2 separate regions of the Zea mays genome follow, and region 2 is linked to region 1. The links are chromatin contacts, called in public Hi-C maps. All regions are on one chromosome and are shown on one strand. Each heading gives the region's core, a stretch centred on a gene start, on an enhancer-like site or on the middle of the called end of the contact. The rest is flanking DNA. Distances are from core to core; before and after follow the strand shown. Region 1 holds the start of LOC103651666 (probable protein S-acyltransferase 4). Region 2 holds the start of LOC103651673 (probable arabinosyltransferase ARAD1).

The links. A called contact is a pair of places that touch in the nucleus more often than the background predicts.
Region 2: a Hi-C map of ear shows a contact between it and region 1, with 2.2 times the contacts expected there. The contact joins the promoter of LOC103651673 here to the promoter of LOC103651666 in region 1. A contact is called at or near these places in 3 of 25 Hi-C or Micro-C datasets (ear, leaf mesophyll and tassel).

What each region holds. Positions count from the first base shown.
Region 1 is chr3:235,778,674-235,782,902 of Zm-B73-REFERENCE-NAM-5.0, forward strand. LOC103651666 (probable protein S-acyltransferase 4) reads right to left here and starts at 1,398. Exons shown (of 7, transcript XM_035966546.1): 1 at 1,325-1,398; 2 at 82-1,126. The coding sequence starts at 651. LOC100194010 reads left to right here and starts at 1,307. Exons shown (of 11, transcript NM_001309891.1): 1 at 1,307-1,915; 2 at 2,414-2,586; 3 at 3,244-3,355; 4 at 3,716-3,855. The coding sequence starts at 1,660.
Region 2 is chr3:236,183,023-236,186,851 of Zm-B73-REFERENCE-NAM-5.0, forward strand. LOC103651673 (probable arabinosyltransferase ARAD1) reads left to right here and starts at 1,841. Exons shown (of 2, transcript XM_008677382.3): 1 at 1,841-2,940. The coding sequence starts at 2,014.

The DNA of each region.
Region 1 (4,229 bases), core at 148-2,647:
TTTGAAGAGTTGCCGAACCATTTGAAACTGGTAACGAAGGAGAGAAGAAGACAGAAGAAGCTCGTGCTGGGGCTTACGCACGTTGTTTCCCTTCCAAGCCTGGTAGAGCCTTCTGCGCTCAGCCTCCTCCTGCTGCTGCTCATCCTCAGCAGGCTCTGATGGCTTCATGACGGCGCCCTCTAGTCCTGGCTTCTGCTGATGCTGCTCATCCTCAGCAGGCTTTGATGGCTTCATGACGGCGCCCTCTAGTCCTGGCTTCTGCTGATGCTGCTCATCCTCAGCAGGCTCTGATGGCTTCATGACGGCGCCCTCTGCTCCTGGCTGCTGCTGCTGCATGATGCTTGCTCTGATTCTGTCACGAGACACGCATCGGTGATGGCGAGGTTGGACATGTGTGACGCCTGCCTTGCTTTCAACGGATGATGGTCCAGAGCAGAGGCATTGTAGTTGCCGTAGGAGCAAGCAGTGCCCAGCGGTCAAGCTGTACTGCAGGCCATCAATAACTGGATCACCCCTTTTCCATTGAAGGAGTTCCCAAGGACAGGCAGCAGGCAGCAGGGAGTGGTGGTGGCAATGGGCACGCAAATGCAGAGAGAAGAAGCTGTACCTTTTGGTTGGGTTGGGTTGGGTTGGGTCGTGTTGACAAACCATCCCAATTGTTAGACAGATTGATCCTCCGGGTGGTGGATGCGATGCCGGTACGTTACATTCTTATTCTTATCCTGCCGCGATCCCCGCTGGAAATTGCGTCTCCCTGGAAAGCCTGTTAGCATATACCTCTGTCTCTGTCTCTGTCTGGTAGCATTTAACTTCGTCTGCTGGTTTTGCTGGACCTGCATACTGTTTTTTTTTCTTGAGACGAACCAATTGACCTGCTCGGCCCGGCCCGGCCCAGGTCGCGAACCCAATAATGCATGTGGTGAGGCTGAGGCAGGCCCAGCTGTCAGCTCTCAGCTGGCCGTGTCTGACTCTGACCTCCGGACGCCAGCCGCACAAGTGGAGTCATGTGCGCAGCCCGGGCAACGTGATCCCGTCCAGCCAATCGTATCGCTCCACCTCCAACCCCATTACCTCAAGTACCTCTCACTTTCCAAATTGTAAGTTACTCTGTTTTCTTTCTTCTTTTCTAGAAAAAAAAAGACTCGATGTCTTAATTTTATCTTAACTCAAACTATCATAAAGTTATAAATGAAAGAAATCTGTCTTGAATAACAGAAAAGCACAAGAAAGTAAATGTCATGTTCACTGGTGTTGCCGTCTTGCATTTTGCCACGTGTGGAAATTCACCTGTGCTGTGCAGAAGAACCTTTTGTCGTACTCGTACCTCTGCAATCCGCGGCATCCATGGATTGGTTTGCTTGACCCCGTCGCCGCGTCGGTCGTCGGCCACCATCGAAGCCACGCGGCTTCTTCCTTCTGCGTTTCTGCCCCTCCTCGCACCCGCACTGCCCGCCCGTTCGTCCGTCGTCGTCTTCGCCGCTCCCTCCCGGCCTCCCGGGCTGGACGAAACGAACCCTCGCTCGCCCTCCTTATAACCGAACGGCCGAACCCAGCCAACCCAGCCGTTTCTCTTCGTACGGCCTCTGCCAGCCAGTGTCCTGCTACTAGGGAAGCATACCAACTCCCCATTCTTCTCTTCGCCGCAGCCAGGAAGGAAGGATGTGCGGGATCTTCGCCTACCTCAACTACAACGTCTCGCGGGAGCGCCGCTACATCCTCGAGGTCCTCTTCAACGGCCTCCGCCGCCTCGAGTACCGCGGCTACGACTCCGCCGGGATCGCGCTCGATGCCGACCGCCAGGTCCCCTCCCCCGCTCCCGCTTCCTCTTCCGACGCGCGGCCGTACGCCGGGGCGCCGCCGCTCGTGTTCCGCCAGGAGGGCAAGATCGAGAACCTCGTGCGATCCGTCTACTCCGGTCAGCCCACTCCCGTTTCAAATCTCCTTGTTCCTGCCGCAAAACTTGGATATGCTTTTTGTTTTGTTTTGTTTTGTTTTGTTTCGGGGGCCGACTTGTCTCTATCGGACGGGTTTTGGGATCGCAATTTGTGGGGGATTATTCTGTTACCTGCTGACAGTGATTTTGGCTGATTCTATTCTACGGTTACCGCGTGACATTTCTCTCATATCATATAGCTTAACCACAGGCTCTGAAAATTCTGGATCTCTGTTCTCATCAATATCTCTAATTCTAGTTTGTAGCTCTTAGCAAATCCTGGACGTAGAATTGGGCCATGCATATCAAGTAGGCTTCTTCCATTTATGCCATTCGTCAGAAATCGTATACAAGTTTCCATGGCACTTTTGGTGGTACTCCGTCCTGTTCCTGTACTAGTAGTCCTGAAATGCTGAACTATACGAGTAGCTCAGAAGCTAAATCTTACTCCAGCTTCCGTGATTGTGTCCCTTTTCTCAGAGGTTGATGAGAAGGATGTGAACCTGGATGCTGCGTTCAGTGTGCATGCTGGGATCGCACATACCAGGTGGGCCACGCACGGTGTGCCTGCTCCAAGGAACAGCCACCCCCAATCGTCTGGTGCCGGTGATGAGTTCTTGGTTGTCCACAATGGCATTATCACCAACTATGAGGTCTGCTTACTCTGCTATTGTGATATTGTATAATATAAAATAGAGTTCTTGCATGTTCTTCGTTTCATATGGTGACATACTTGTTACTGTGTGTGACATTGCTTGATGGAATCCTTGCGGTATTGTATTGTTTGTTTTGTTCTATATAGTCTTTACAGTTGTGTGTGCACATGGACCATTGAAACCACACGCCTGTACCAACATACCAACACTTGCTTTGAGCTCCCTTCACATGGGATGTCCCCTTATCTTCCCTCCAATTTTTAAGCAGAGAATCTGCCCTTTAGAGGCTGGAACTTTGTTCCATTATCTAAAAACAATTTAATACTTACGAATGGTTACCGCAGTACATTATTTACTGTTTAACAAATGGAATATCAAGAACTGCCATTGCAGATCTGCAGTTTATCCAACGCCAGACTTGAATTTCCTTTTCTAATCATGTAATTTTTTTCGCAATACTCAATGTTAGATTTCAAAAATTGATCCTGTGTTTATGGACATTTATGACACTCAAGTCTGAACCATCATAGACTTCAATGTATGTTATCATGTGCATCCTCTTGATTCTGTTGTGAACTAACGTGGCACCATATTATACTTGGTAAATGACAAGTCTAACTTGATTTTTCTCTCATGTCTGTTGATTCTGTTCAGGTCTTGAAAGAGACACTAACTAGGCACGGCTTCACCTTTGAGTCTGATACAGACACAGAAGTCATCCCTAAGCTAGCAAAGTTCGTTTTTGATAAATCTCATGATGAACAAGGTAGTGTGTCTGTACCCCTTAAATTGCAATATTGCTGTTTGTAGACAAAAGCTGAAATTGTAATACCCTCTGATATTTATCTGGACCATTTAGTCTGTAGTTTCTTGTAAGTTTGAATACTCTTTGGGCATTGCATGATGTTTAAATTGTTAATTTTATCTCCTAGGAAGCAGATGAGGCAATAGTCGATACACATCTATGCTATCTATGCTAAATGCTTTCTATTAACATGTAGAGATGTGCAGACTACTACAAACTTGGCAGAATAGTCATTATCGCATTACAAAATAATTCATTCTGACTGAACCCATTATGACTTCTATTTATGGCAGTCCCTTACATTATTTTTCACTTCCTCAGGTGATGTGACGTTTAGCCAAGTTGTTATGGAAGTCATGAGGCAGCTTGAAGGAGCCTACGCACTTATCTTTAAAAGCCCGCACTATCCCAATGAATTGATTGCATGCAAACGAGGCAGCCAACTGATACTTGGTGTCAACGTGAGTGAAAGAACATCCTTATACCCTTCACAGGCTTTTGGTCAGATTACGAGAAAATTAAACTAATCTTTTTTGTGTGTTTGTACTCAGCTACAGTTTCGATTACAGTGGGACCTAAGTTTTTTTTTCTTGTCGTCATCTACTTCAAAAATATTTGACACGGGAAAACAGCATAGTTGTAGCTTGTAAACATCACTGTTCTTAAGGCGTCGCCTAGGCGTCCGGGTGGTGGTCTAACGCCTAGGCGTCTTGCCCGCCTACCTCGCCTAGGCGTCGCCTAGGCACCGCCTAGGCGTCTAGGCGGTGGTCCAACGCCTTGGACCGCCTTACCGCTTTAAAAACCATGGTAAACATAATGCACTAAAGAAGATGTT
Region 2 (3,829 bases), core at 591-3,090, 400 kb after region 1:
CAAAGCTGCAAAGGCCTGATGGGTGCCATTAAGGTCAAGGCTCAGTCCACCCAAGGGACATGATCTCGCCTCGCCCGAGCCCAGCCTCGGACAAAGGCAGCCGACCCCGAAGGATTCATGTCTCGCCCGAGGGCCCCCTCAAGCAACAGACACACCTTCGGCTCGCCCGAGGCCCAGTCTTCGTCGAGAAGCAACCTTGGCCGGATCGCCACACCGACCGACCGTATCGCAGGAGCATTTAATGCAAGGATGGTCTGACATCTTATCCTGACGCGCGCCCTTCAGTCAACAGAGCCGAAGTGATCGCAGTCACTTCGCCGCTCCACTGACCGGCCTAACAAGAAGACAGCGCCGCCTGCGTCGCTCTGACTGATGTGCCACTCGACAGAGTGAGGCTGACAGCAGCCAAGTCCGGCCTCGGGCGCCATAGGAAGCTCCGCCTCGCCCGACCCCAGGGCTCGGACTCGGCCTCGGCCCCGGAAGACGACGAACTCCGCCTCGCCCGACCCCAGGGCTCGGCCTCGGCCCCGGAAGACGATGAACTCCGCCTCGCCCGACCCCAGGGCTCGGACTCGGCCTCGGCCCCGGAAGACGACGAACTCTGCCTCTCCCGACCCTAGGGCTCGGACTCGGCCTCGGCCCCGGAAGACGACGAACTCCGCCTCGTCCGACCCCAGGGCTCGGACTCAGCCCTGGCCTCAGATGATGGTCTCCGCCTCGCCCGACCCGGGGCTCGGACTCGACCTCGACCTCGGAACACAGACTCGACCTCGACCTCGGAGGAGCCTCCGCCTCGCCCGACCCAGGGCTCGGACCGACCACGTCACAGGGGGCCATCATTACCCTACCCCTAGCTAGCTCAGGCTACGGGGAACAAGACCGACGTCCCATCTGGCTCGCCCCGGTAAACAAATAATGATGGCGCCCCGCGTGCTCCATGACGACGGCGGCTCTCAGCCCCTTACGGAAGCAAGGAGACGTCAGCAAGGACTCGACAGCCCCGACAGCTGTCCTTCCGCAAGGCTCCAGCGCTCCTCCGACGGCCACGACATCACATGAACAGGGTGCCAAAACCTCTCCGGCTGCCACGACGGTATGTACTTAGGGCACTAGCTCCTCTCTGCTAGACACGTTAGCACACTGCTACATCTCCTATTGTACACCTGAGCCCTCTCCTTACGCCTATAAAAGGAAGGTCCAGGGCTCTTGTACGAGAAGGTTGGCCGCGCGGGAGAACGGGACGGCGCCAAGCCTCTCGCTCCCTCCCACACGGACGCTTGTAACCCCCTACTGCAAGCGCACCCGTCCTGGGCGCAGGACAACACGAAGGCCACGGGTTTCCCCTTTCGCCTGCCTTCCTTTTTTGTCCCCCCTTCGTGCTCCGTCTCGCGCCGACCTATCTGGGCTGGGACACGTGACGATAATTTACTCGTCGGTCTAGAGACCCCCGGAGTCGAAACACCGATAATATTATTTTTTCCTAAGTACACCCTCTATTCAAAATTATAAGACATTTTGGCTTTTGTAAATACATTGCTTTTATTATATATCTAGATATATATTAAACTAAAAAATCCTAGGTTTTAAAAATAGTTTTAGAATAGAGGAAATACTAGCTAGCGTTATATATTTACAAAAATGGAAGTAAAAGACCATTTTTTCTCTCCCGTCAATCTATTTTTGCAAAAGCAAGAAGGAAATTTAAAATACTTCCGTTCCTTGGGCCTTCACCGTTACTTACGGGCTTATGGCCCAAACGATTACATTGTGCGAGCCAACTAACTATTCCAGAACGATTTACCTGGGAAAAAAAACGATCCAGAAGGTCCTGTAAAAAAATAAAAAAAAACAATTCTAGAAAGAAGAACTTGGCTGGGAGGCTGGGACTCACGCGTCCTCTCCTCCCCTCTCCCTTTATGCAACTCAAACTGAATCGGATCGATCCGCCACTCCACCCGGCCATGCTCCTCCCTCCGTCGCCGCCTCCAGTCCAGCCATGACCCGCGCTGCCCCATGGCACCCCGCGGCCGCACCCTCCTCCTCCCGCTCGCCGCGGCCACTGTCCTCGTCGCCTCCACCATCTTCCTCTTCGCCGCCGTCGGCGCGCGCTGGCGGCCGGCCGACACCGGCCTCCCCGTCCCGCCCGACGCCTTCCCCACGGCCGTGACCATTGCTTTACCCAACGCCACCACAGGCAAAGAGCTCTCATTTCTTGACGAGAACGGCCGCCCGGACGACTCCTCCTCCGCCTCAGCATCCGGCGCCACCGCCGTCAGATGCGATCCCCGCGCCGCCGCCGTCAGGGTCTTCATGTACGACATGCCGCCCGAGTTCCACTTCGGCCTCCTCGGCTGGTCCCCGCCGTCCCCTGCCTCCGTCTGGCCAGACGTCACGGACGGCTCCCTGCCGCCGCCGCGCTACCCTGGGGGGCTCAACCAGCAGCACAGCGTTGAGTACTGGCTCACGCTCGACCTCCTCTCCTCCTCCTCCTTCTCCTTATCGCCCCCCTGCGGCCGCCACTCCGCAGTGCGTGTCACCGACCCCCGCGACGCCGACCTCGTCTTCGTCCCCTTCTTCGCGTCCCTCAGCTACAACCGCCACTCCCGGCCCTTGCCGCCCGAGAAGGTCGGCAGGGACAAGGCACTCCAGGAGAAGCTGGTGGGGTACCTCACGGCGCGGCCGGAATGGAGGAGGTTCGGCGGAGCCGACCACGTCATCGTGGCGCACCACCCCAACAGCTTGCTGCACGCCCGGGCGGCGTTGTCCCCCGCAGTGTTCGTGCTGTCAGACTTCGGGAGGTACCCACCGAGGGTGGCCAGCTTGGAGAAGGATGTCATTGCGCCATACAAGCACATGGCCAAGACGTTCGTCAATGACTCGGCCGGGTTCGATGACCGGCCGACCCTGTTATACTTCCGGGGAGCAATTTACAGGAAGGAGGTAAGTGTGCTTGCTGCAATTTGGCGATTAACTTGTGTGTTTACCCTCTAGATTATATAATCTAGCTTAAATAAGTTAAGAGACAAACAAACAACATAGAATATTAGGTGGATTATATACGTAGATTATGATAATCCATAAGCAAATCATTAGGTGGTTATATAATCCATAAGCTGGATTATGTAATCCTGGAAGGAAACAAAAAGGGCCTAATTTTGTTGGTTCTGAATTCTGATAGTTAGTCATTATGAAGCTGTCAAGCATTGCTCATTTGCTTCTGCGAGTTAATCATTATGAAACCGTCAAGTATCGAGCACCATACTGCGAGAAGTATTCTACTCCGTATGAAACTGTCAAGCGTTGAACGTTCCACTTGTAGTAATACTAGTATTTAGTAATCTAGTACCATGGGGAAAAATTTGTCTTATGTGTTATGCTCCTTTTTCTAGCAAAACTTGTCAAATACTCCCTCTGTTCCAAATTAGTAGCCGTTTTAGCTCTTGGTTTTTATGTCTATATTCAAACGGATGATAACGAATTTAGACATATATACAAAACATATACATCAACTATTGTATGAATCCATTAAAAAGTTAAAATGAATTTTAATTTGGGACAGAGGGAGTATAAATCAGGAACCAGCAAGTTGTACAGCAAGAGTAGGACAATTTGGAATTTGGTGAAACTAGCTTTGTCAAATATAAATCAGGAACCAGCAAGCTATACAGTAAGAGTAGCATAATTTGGAACTTGGTGAAATTAGCTTATGAGTGACTACAATGATGTAGGGATCATGTCTCTTATTAAAAGGGACTATGCACGATTCCACGTGTAGCTGGTTTATACTAAATAGATATACAAAAAGCGTTGGATTTTTTTTCATCATAGT